Regions from separate parts of the Mus musculus genome. Here region 2 is linked to region 1. Evidence: chromatin contacts called from public promoter capture Hi-C data. All regions are on one chromosome and are shown on one strand. Each heading gives the region's core, a stretch centred on a gene start, on an enhancer-like site or on the middle of the called end of the contact. The rest is flanking DNA. Distances are from core to core; before and after follow the strand shown. Region 1 overlaps Stat3 (signal transducer and activator of transcription 3). Region 2 holds the start of Cavin1 (caveolae associated 1).

The links. Promoter capture Hi-C pulls out the DNA fragments that hold promoters and counts their contacts.
Region 2: a contact with region 1 is called in a promoter capture Hi-C map of liver. The contact joins the promoter of Cavin1 here to the enhancer-like site in region 1. A contact is called at or near these places in 14 of 39 promoter capture datasets (the 3T3-L1 cell line, the C10 cell line, the HPC-7 cell line and 9 more), 1 of 15 datasets of contacts at CTCF or cohesin (CD8 T cells), 26 of 484 Hi-C or Micro-C datasets (the 3T3-L1 cell line, the C10 cell line, the CH12 cell line and 18 more), 19 of 115 datasets of contacts at active chromatin or transcription factors (CD8 T cells, the HPC-7 cell line, craniofacial prominence and 12 more) and 3 of 9 other capture datasets (adipose tissue, liver and pancreatic islet).

What each region holds. Positions count from the first base shown.
Region 1 is chr11:100,914,475-100,918,562 of GRCm38.p6, forward strand. All of the region lies in intron 1 of Stat3 (signal transducer and activator of transcription 3), which reads right to left. Among named protein-coding and RNA genes, the nearest start is that of Gm46295, 22 kb to the right of the region's middle. Within about 2 kb of position 2,162, at least 20 of the 459 cell types and tissues checked have an H3K27ac peak or open chromatin away from gene starts, as enhancers often do. A contact at or near this core is called in liver and trophoblast stem cells, where this site is marked.
Region 2 is chr11:100,968,524-100,972,611 of GRCm38.p6, forward strand. It overlaps Cavin1 (caveolae associated 1), which reads right to left and starts at 2,094. Exons shown (of 2, transcript NM_008986.2): 1 at 1,467-2,094. The coding sequence starts at 1,943.

The DNA.
Region 1 (4,088 bases), core at 912-3,411:
ATGTTATTTTCAGGAGAACATGGGCGTGTGGGTGCCATGGTTTAGCCCTGAGTGTCCAACAGCCATGTCCTCAGATGCTGCTTAGCTGCAAGCCATACTAATCAACACAAGAGCAACTAGACTAAGCATTCTGCACACTGACAGCTGGGCGTTTAGAGATCGTCAGCCAAGCTGTCCAGGAAACCTCTGCCAGTCCGTATGCTGCATTTGTTTTCCTGGAAAACATCTAGAAGACACTTTACCACCTCAAGTCTGTTTTTCAAGTTAGAAACTGATTTAAGAGGCTGGGGACATTGCTTAGTGGTACAGTGCTTACCCAGCATGCTCAGTTGCATCCTCAGCATCACAAACACCAACATAAACAACTTAATCTGATCCACTCTACGTGCTATGGCTGGGTAGTGTAGGCTGGCTGATCTCCCTGCCTCAGTCTGAGTACCAAGACTGGAAGGGCACACATCATGCCCGACTTCTGTTAAGATCTAACTTTTGTCTTCAAAAATCACTTGAAGCCTGTGCTTTAATAACCAGCTCTCAGAAGCCAGAACACAAAAAGTGATCTACCAACAGTTTGAATGCCAAGTACCATCCTGGGCACCAGAGTAGAAGTCAAGTCATTGCTCCAGTGGATGGGTTAGAGTATGACACAAGCTTGCTGCTCTGCTGGCTTTCATGAGGCTGAGGTGGGCAGAACATCATTGCAAATGTTCAGAGGAAAGATAAAGTGTGTGTGAACCTTTGAATGAGAATGCTGCTCATATGTTTGAATGCTTGCCCATCAGTTAGTGGAAGCGTTTGGGAAGGATTAGGAGGTGTGGCCTGCTGGAGGTTTGTCACTGTAAGCCCATATCAGGCCTTATCTTTCTCTGCCTGCTACTGTGAGGATATAAAGTTCTCAGCTACTGTCCCTTGCCAGACTGCTTCCTGTCATGATGAGCAGTGCTTAACCGTCTAAAACTGTACGCAAGCCCCAAATTAAATGCTTTCTTTAGTAAGAGCTGTTTTGGTCATGGGTCTCTTCACAGCCACAGAACAGTAACTAAGATGCTGTGACCCTATTTTCTTCTGTTTTAAGAGATTTATTATTTTATGTATATAAAAGTTTTGCTTACATATTATATATGTGCAGTGTGTGTGTTTGTGTGTGTACCAGCAGAGGCCAGACACGAGCGCTGAATTTCCTGAAAGTAGAGTTACAGTTGGATGATGAATGGCCATGAGGGTGCTAGAAACTGAACTTGTGTTCTTTGTAAGAGCAGTCAGTGCTCTCAACTAACAAGCTATCTCTCTAGTCCCTGATGATCCTAGTTTCTATAGCTCAAGAGAAAAGGAAAATGAAACAGCATGTCACCAAATCCTTCTAGACTTTTCCAAACAGCAATTTCTTAGCCCTGTGGGGAATAACCTACCAACAGTAAGTCATAAGGAAAATAATTTCAGTCTAATAAGGAACTTCTTAATAGAAAAATTATCATTAAAGTAACAGTCCTCATTTGTATAGTTCAGTCTAAAGAAACTAGGGGAACCACAGGAGACCACAGATAGAAGGGATTTAATCACACAACTTCCTAAACTCTCTAAGACATGTATGAACATAAATGAACCAGTAAACCTAAAATGGAGGATGAAGAGAGGGACAAAATGCAAATGCAAATAAAAATCCACAACAGAAAGTGATACAGAGACATTTCTGAAGCGAGTGTAATGGGACTCACCCTTAATCCCAGCATTCGGAAGGAAGAAACAGCAGGCTCAGGAGTTTAAAGTCTGCCTCAGCTACATAATAAGTTCAGTGCCCACCTGAGCTAAGTGGGACTCTATCTTTAAAAGAGGACAATTCCTGTTCAATTTCACAGTGTGTCAAAAAGCCTTCTTTGGGGCCATATATGTAGCTCGGGCTGACCTGAAATTGGATATGTAGAGCAGACTGGCCTCAACATCAAGAGATCTGCCTGCCTGGCCTCCTGGGTACTAGGATTAAAGGTGTGATTCACCACTTCCTCTTCACTTCCAGCATGAAAGTCAGGAAAAAGGGGGGTAGGGGAAGGAGACAGAGAGAACACAAAACAAATAATGCACTGACCTATTCCTATGTACTGTGATGCGGAATACTGGCCCCAGGGTCGGTTGCCCCAGGGATGAGGAAATCCTCAAACACACCAAGTCATGTTATGCAACTTTGCTCCTTAGTTTAAAACTATTGGTTGACTAAGACACCTACAGCCTATAGCTGGGCAGAAGAGAGGTGGGTAGAATTTTGGTTTCTGGGCTTGGGGTCAGAGAAAGGACCATGAAAGGGAAGAGAGAGAAGGTGGAGAGAGGAAGACACCATGGGGTAAGAGATTGTGAGATCTGGCCATGAGGGCTGGCCAGTGGAGTAAGAGCGGCTCAAGTGGAACACGGCAAGTCATAGCTCAGGGTTATTTGCCTGAAAGTAGACAAAATAGACACAGAGAGATGATATCTGCTCAGCTTTAGTGTTGTTTAAGGCTTATTATAAATATAAAAGTTTTGGGTCTTTTATCTGGGAACTAAATGATCTAAGGTGGGGTAGAAACCCCCAATTGAGATTAAATATTTACTACAAAAATCCATAACTGATATGGGATATGCACCATATTTGATTTCAAATATTGTAGATAAAAGGAGCCAGAAGACAGCAAACCTTTAGATTGACACAGCCAGACGTGCTTTGTCAACCACTAAGTCGACGGTCAGAGCTGCCTCTAGCTCTAGAAAAAAGGAAAAGGACTCAGTTTGTGCGTAAGGTCACCTCCCCAGGCTGTGACCCTTCCACTCTCTCTACAAGGCTTGACTGCTGAATAGGCCTCCTCTTCAGCACAACAGGGACTACCCCGCCTCGGAAGGATGGTACTAAACTTAAGTGACGTCACAGGTGAACAGTAGTTGCTCCTTCTGAGTCTTTGACCCTCTCATTTAACAGGAATTCCATTTCTCAGTGCCTCAGGAAGCCAAAGAGCAAACAGTTCATCCAATTCCCTAGGTGTTATCAGAGACAACCACAGAGCTTTCCCTGATATGGAGAAGCACGTGCATTATAATGGACCCTGCTGTCATATCCTGGGGGTGGGGTGGGGGGAATTAGCATCTGGTGACCCTACCTCAGGACAGATGTCTGAAGATGATCAAATCTCTCCACACATATTTTGCACAGGATAGCTCTAGGCCTAATAACACTAAAGATGAAAATGCATGCTTTCAATTCCTATCCTTAGAGCTTAGATATGGGAAGATCAGTTTAAGGACATCCTTCCACTAAATGGTGAGTTTGAAGCCAACCTGGACTATGCTAGACCCTGTCTTAAAACCACCACCAGCAGCATACAATGAAAAACCCACTAAGTACTATTCAAAATAAAAAGATGAATGTCAACAAGAGCCTTGGTTGAAGAACAATCCAAAAGCTAGAGGTGTAGCTGAGTTAGTGAAGAGATTCCCTAGCACGTACGAGGCCCTGGGTTCCACTGCCAACACCACATAAAACCAGGCATGGCATGGAGATGTGCACACGCAAGCACTCGGGAGGTGGAGGCAAAAGCATCAGAAGTTCAAGGTCATCCTTATTATACAGTGAATTTGAAGATAGCCTGGGCTACATGAGACCCTGTCTTCAAAAAAAAAAAAAAAAAAAAAAAAAAAAGAAGGAAGAAAGAAAAGAAGAAAACCAGTATCTATAGCTGAATACCGTGTGGAACTTTCATCTCATCTTTGTGCTAACCATTGATGATAATGATGATGTGGTGCATCCAGAAGACAATCTTCAAGGAGTCATTTCTCTCCTCCCACTGTGTGGGTGGTAGGGATCAAACGTAAGCTGTCGGGCTCAGCTGCAAGCACCTTTACCTGTTGAGCCATCTCATTGGTCAAGACAATATTTTATCTTCATCTTACCGAGGAGAAATGAAGGCCCAGAATTTGACATGATTTATTCAGGATCTCACAGGCAGTAATGGCATGGAGCAGCATCCTGATGCAGCCTGCTGTCAGAGCTCCTGGGGATTCTGATCTGGGAATTTTGTCATGAGTCAAGAACGATGCTAAGTCAAAGAACTTTTCCAGAGTTCCAA
Region 2 (4,088 bases), core at 844-3,343, 54 kb after region 1:
GTGTTATATGTCCCAGGTTGCTTTGGCCTCTGAAATGATTGGGGCCCCGGGTAAACACCAGCCGGGCAAAGCTTTTTGCAGGCCCCTTGAGAGAGTACCCCAGCAGTATGTAGAGGCAGGAGCTGGGAGCAGGCCTGCTCTGCCTCTGGCCTACCACCAAGGATTCCAAGAATATGGTCTGCTCCATTCTTCCCCAGACACTGTCCCATCTGCATCGCTCATGGTTACTCTTAGGGAAACTAAGCGAAGGTCCTCATCTCACATCACATGGTTACTCTGGGGCATCTTAATCAAGAAAGTCTCTGAGCTTGGTGATCACAGCCCCTTTACAAAGATCTTTGAAGGTAGAGCACGTTTCCATTCCCTTCAGGAGCATAAACTAACCCTACAACCATCACTCCTATTAGGAGTAGAAGCATCAACTAGGCCCAAGCAGGAGGACGCAGAGCTCAGCACATTCCCTCCCAGGGAAAGAGCACTAAGTCCACACTCAGCTCAGCCTTACTCTCAAGGGGGTCAGGGATGGGGAGCGCAGGGACAAATCTGCACTGCACTGACTCTCAGATGCTTTAGGGGTTAAGATATCACAGTTATATCCAGGCTGGAGGAACCCAGAAAGGTGCAAAGAATGCAACGGGTGGAGCCCGTGGAGTGCGGCAGCCTCCACCCACCAGCACCTTCACAGCTCGGGACATGGCCCCCGCAATCATGCGGGGGTGGGGTGATTCACTGCGCCCAGACCGCCACCTCCACCCGCCCCACTTACACTCCTAACGCCCACCCTACCTGCCCCACCCGCTCCCAGCAGGCGCCAAGGGCGCCCGCGCACTGCAAGACCCTTGGGAACTGAAAGTGCCTGGAGGCCAGGGGCAGATCGCGGCCTAGGGACATGCGTGGGTAGCCGAGGTTGGTGCGGGGGCGCGGGGATAGGGTGTGGGGGGCTGACGATCGTGTCCCTTGCATGGCGCCCCCGCCACTGCGTGCCTGAGCCCTGAATCACCCGCTATATCGGGCCCGCAGCGCCGGAGGCCCCAGGTCCCGGGCCCCACCTTTAGTGTCTGCTTACAGAGGGGCATACAGAGACCACCAGAGACCTCGGGCATTCCCTCCCTTTTCCCTCTCTCCGCCCCACCAAAAAAAAAACTTCCTCCAAGTGGAAAGGCGTTTGACAGAGACAAGCTGGGAGCATTCAGCGTTCCCAAGTCTAGCCCGCTAACTTTTCCGATAGGAGTTAGAGACCGTGGGGAGGAGCCTGGAGAGGAAGGCGCAGGGTGCGCCCCTCTGTGAGCCCCAAGAGTTTGCCACTCCCTAAACCCCACTCCAACTGGGTTCACAGGAAGGGGGGAGGAGCTCCTGACCGCTCTCACCAGGCCGGGCTGGCGGAGAGACGAGCCTCGGCCGGGTGTCCCCACCCGGATCCCAGGCCGGGACCCCAGCTCTGGGCGCGGTCCGCCCCGCGGGCTCACCTGGTAGATCATGACTTTGAAGTTGCGGCGCCTCAGCAGCTCCGCCTCGTTGACCTCCAGTTTCTTTATCTGGCCGGCCTGGCGCTCCAGGCTGCCGCGCACGGTCTTCACGTTGACGCTGACCTTGCGCACCTTCTCCAGCAACTTGCTCACGGTGTTGCTCGTGGTGGCGTGCGCCTTGCCCAGCTTGCTCAGCTCTCCCTGGATGCTCTGCACAGCGCCCTCCATCTCCGCCTGTCGCTCCTCCAGCTGGGCTTGGGTCAGCTGGATCTGGTCAACGGCGCCGATGATTTTATCCAGAAGGCTCAGCACCAGCACACCGTTCACCTGGTCCGACTTGATCAGCTCGTCGGAGCCGGTCCCCGACGGCTCCTCCGTGGCCCGCGCCTCCCCTTGGGTGGGCTCCGGGCCCTCTGAGGAAGCATCGGGAAATCCGGAATACGGCCGCTCAACGATATGGAGCGTGACATCCTCCATGGCTTCCCGGAGCCGTGCGGGGCCGACCGGGTGGAACTGGAGCGGGAGACCGGGAGAGAAGGAGGAGCGAGAGACTGGACAGCGAGCAGGAGCCCAGAGCGGAGGAAACTCGAGCCACGTCCGTGCGCACCGGGACTCTAGCCAGAACTGTGGGGCGGGGAATCTGCGAGTTGCCCGGCTCCTAGACCAAACCCGGAGTCCCGTCGGCCATTGGCTGGCCCCACCCCAGAAAGGGAGGAACCGGGGCAGGAGGGGAGACCAACCCCGGAGGGGCAGCAGAGGGGAACCCAAGAGCTGGGCGCCCCACCCTGTTCAGGATGGTTGGAATAGTTGGAGCGGGAGTCTAGGGCCCCCCTTGGCAGTGGAGGCTGCGGCAGCGGGACTGGGGCAGAGGAATGTGAGCTGCGGAAAGGAATTAGGTCTTCGGAGTGTGCTCTACTCTTTCTCTTTCCTCACCCACAAACCCACTCCAGCCTTTTAAGATCAAGCTGAGGTCCAAATGGCGCGTGAATTGGGTGTAAACGAGTAGTTTGTGTCTATGCCTCATGTCCTTGGAGGATCCTTGCCCTATACAATCTTTTTCAAAGATTTGGGGGTCTGCCCCCATCGTCTATCTATACACTGAGTTACCACTGTCCCCCAAATCTTGTGGGGTTGTTAGTGAGAGAGAGGGAAGAGATGAAATGACAGAAAGGGTGACGGCCTAGAAAGGGCCTCTAGGTTTCTCTTAGAATTGTAAGGACAGGGCATGATTAAGGCGAGAAGTAAATTATAAAGTAAAAGCTTTTGGTCACTTCTCCCAGGGCCCCCTCCAGCAGATATCTAGCTAATTCTAAGAATGTGAGCGTCGGACTCGTTCTTCCCTTGGGTTCTCGGATATTAGGTGAGCATTCAGGGAGATCACGGAACCCCATCTCTTTACCTAGCAGAGAAAAGAAGGCCAAGAGGAGGCAGGTGGCTCTCCAGGGTTCACTCCAGGTTACTGTTGCCATCTGTTCTTAGCTCCAGGTCTCTGAACTCCACCGGTACTCAGTACCTTTCCCTGGGGCAGGAATTGGGGCAACTATAGCGGTACTACCGAATGGGGAAGCGAACAGTTTTCTTCATGGTGCTGAACACCAAGGAGCTGGCAGTTCTGAGCAGGCGCAGAAAAGTCCTTAGCACAGACGTCTAGAGACACAGGCTGCCCTGTGTCTCTAGACACAGGCCCTCAGCAATCCCTGGAGCCACCCCAATTCCCTTTCCCACAGAGATACTGAAAACCTTTTCCCTGATTAGGAAACCAGGCTTGGGGTTCCCCGCCTGGATGGGTTCTCGGCAAAAGGTCACTTCTAGTCTGGTGCCCACCCTCCTTAAGTTAAACGCTGCTCTGTGGAGACTCGAGGGTCGTCGATCTAATCAATCAATTCACCAACGTGTGGAGCAGATTGCCATATAGGGTATAGAACTTTAGGGACCTCTGAATAAAACAGCAATCCCCCAACACACCAATTGGTTTTCTCACTTGAGGTTAAAGAAGAGAGACCCTCAGGCGAGAGTGGCGACGCACGCCTTTAGTCCCAGCCATTGGGAAGCAGAGGCAGGCAGATCTCTGAGTTCGAGGCCAGCCTAGTCTACATAGTGAGATTCAGGATAGCCAGGACTACACAGAGAAACCCTGTCTTGAAAGACAAAACAAAAAAAAAGAGTGAACTTCTGCATACAATTGAATATTTGCCAGGTGTGATGGGATACCTTTGATCAAAGCACTTGGAAGGCAGACAGGCAGATGTCTATGAGTTCGACAGCATCTTGGTCTACATAGCTAGTTCTGGGCCAGCCAGAGCTATACACTGATACCCTGTCTCAAAAACAAAACAAATGGGGAAACAAACAAACAAAATAAACTACATGTTTTATAACCATCACAATGGGCAGATTACCAACTTTTTAAAAGAAAGAAAGAAAGAGAGAGAGAGAGAGAGAGAGAGAGAGAGAGAGAGAGAGAGAGAAAGAGAGAGAGAAGAAAAGAAAAAAAGGGGACTGGAGAGATTGCTCAGTGGTTACAGGTGCTTACTACTCTTACACAGAACCCAAGTGTGGTTCTCAATAACCACAGTTCCTCTGGGTACAGAGAATCCGATGTCCTCTCTTCTGCCCTCCACT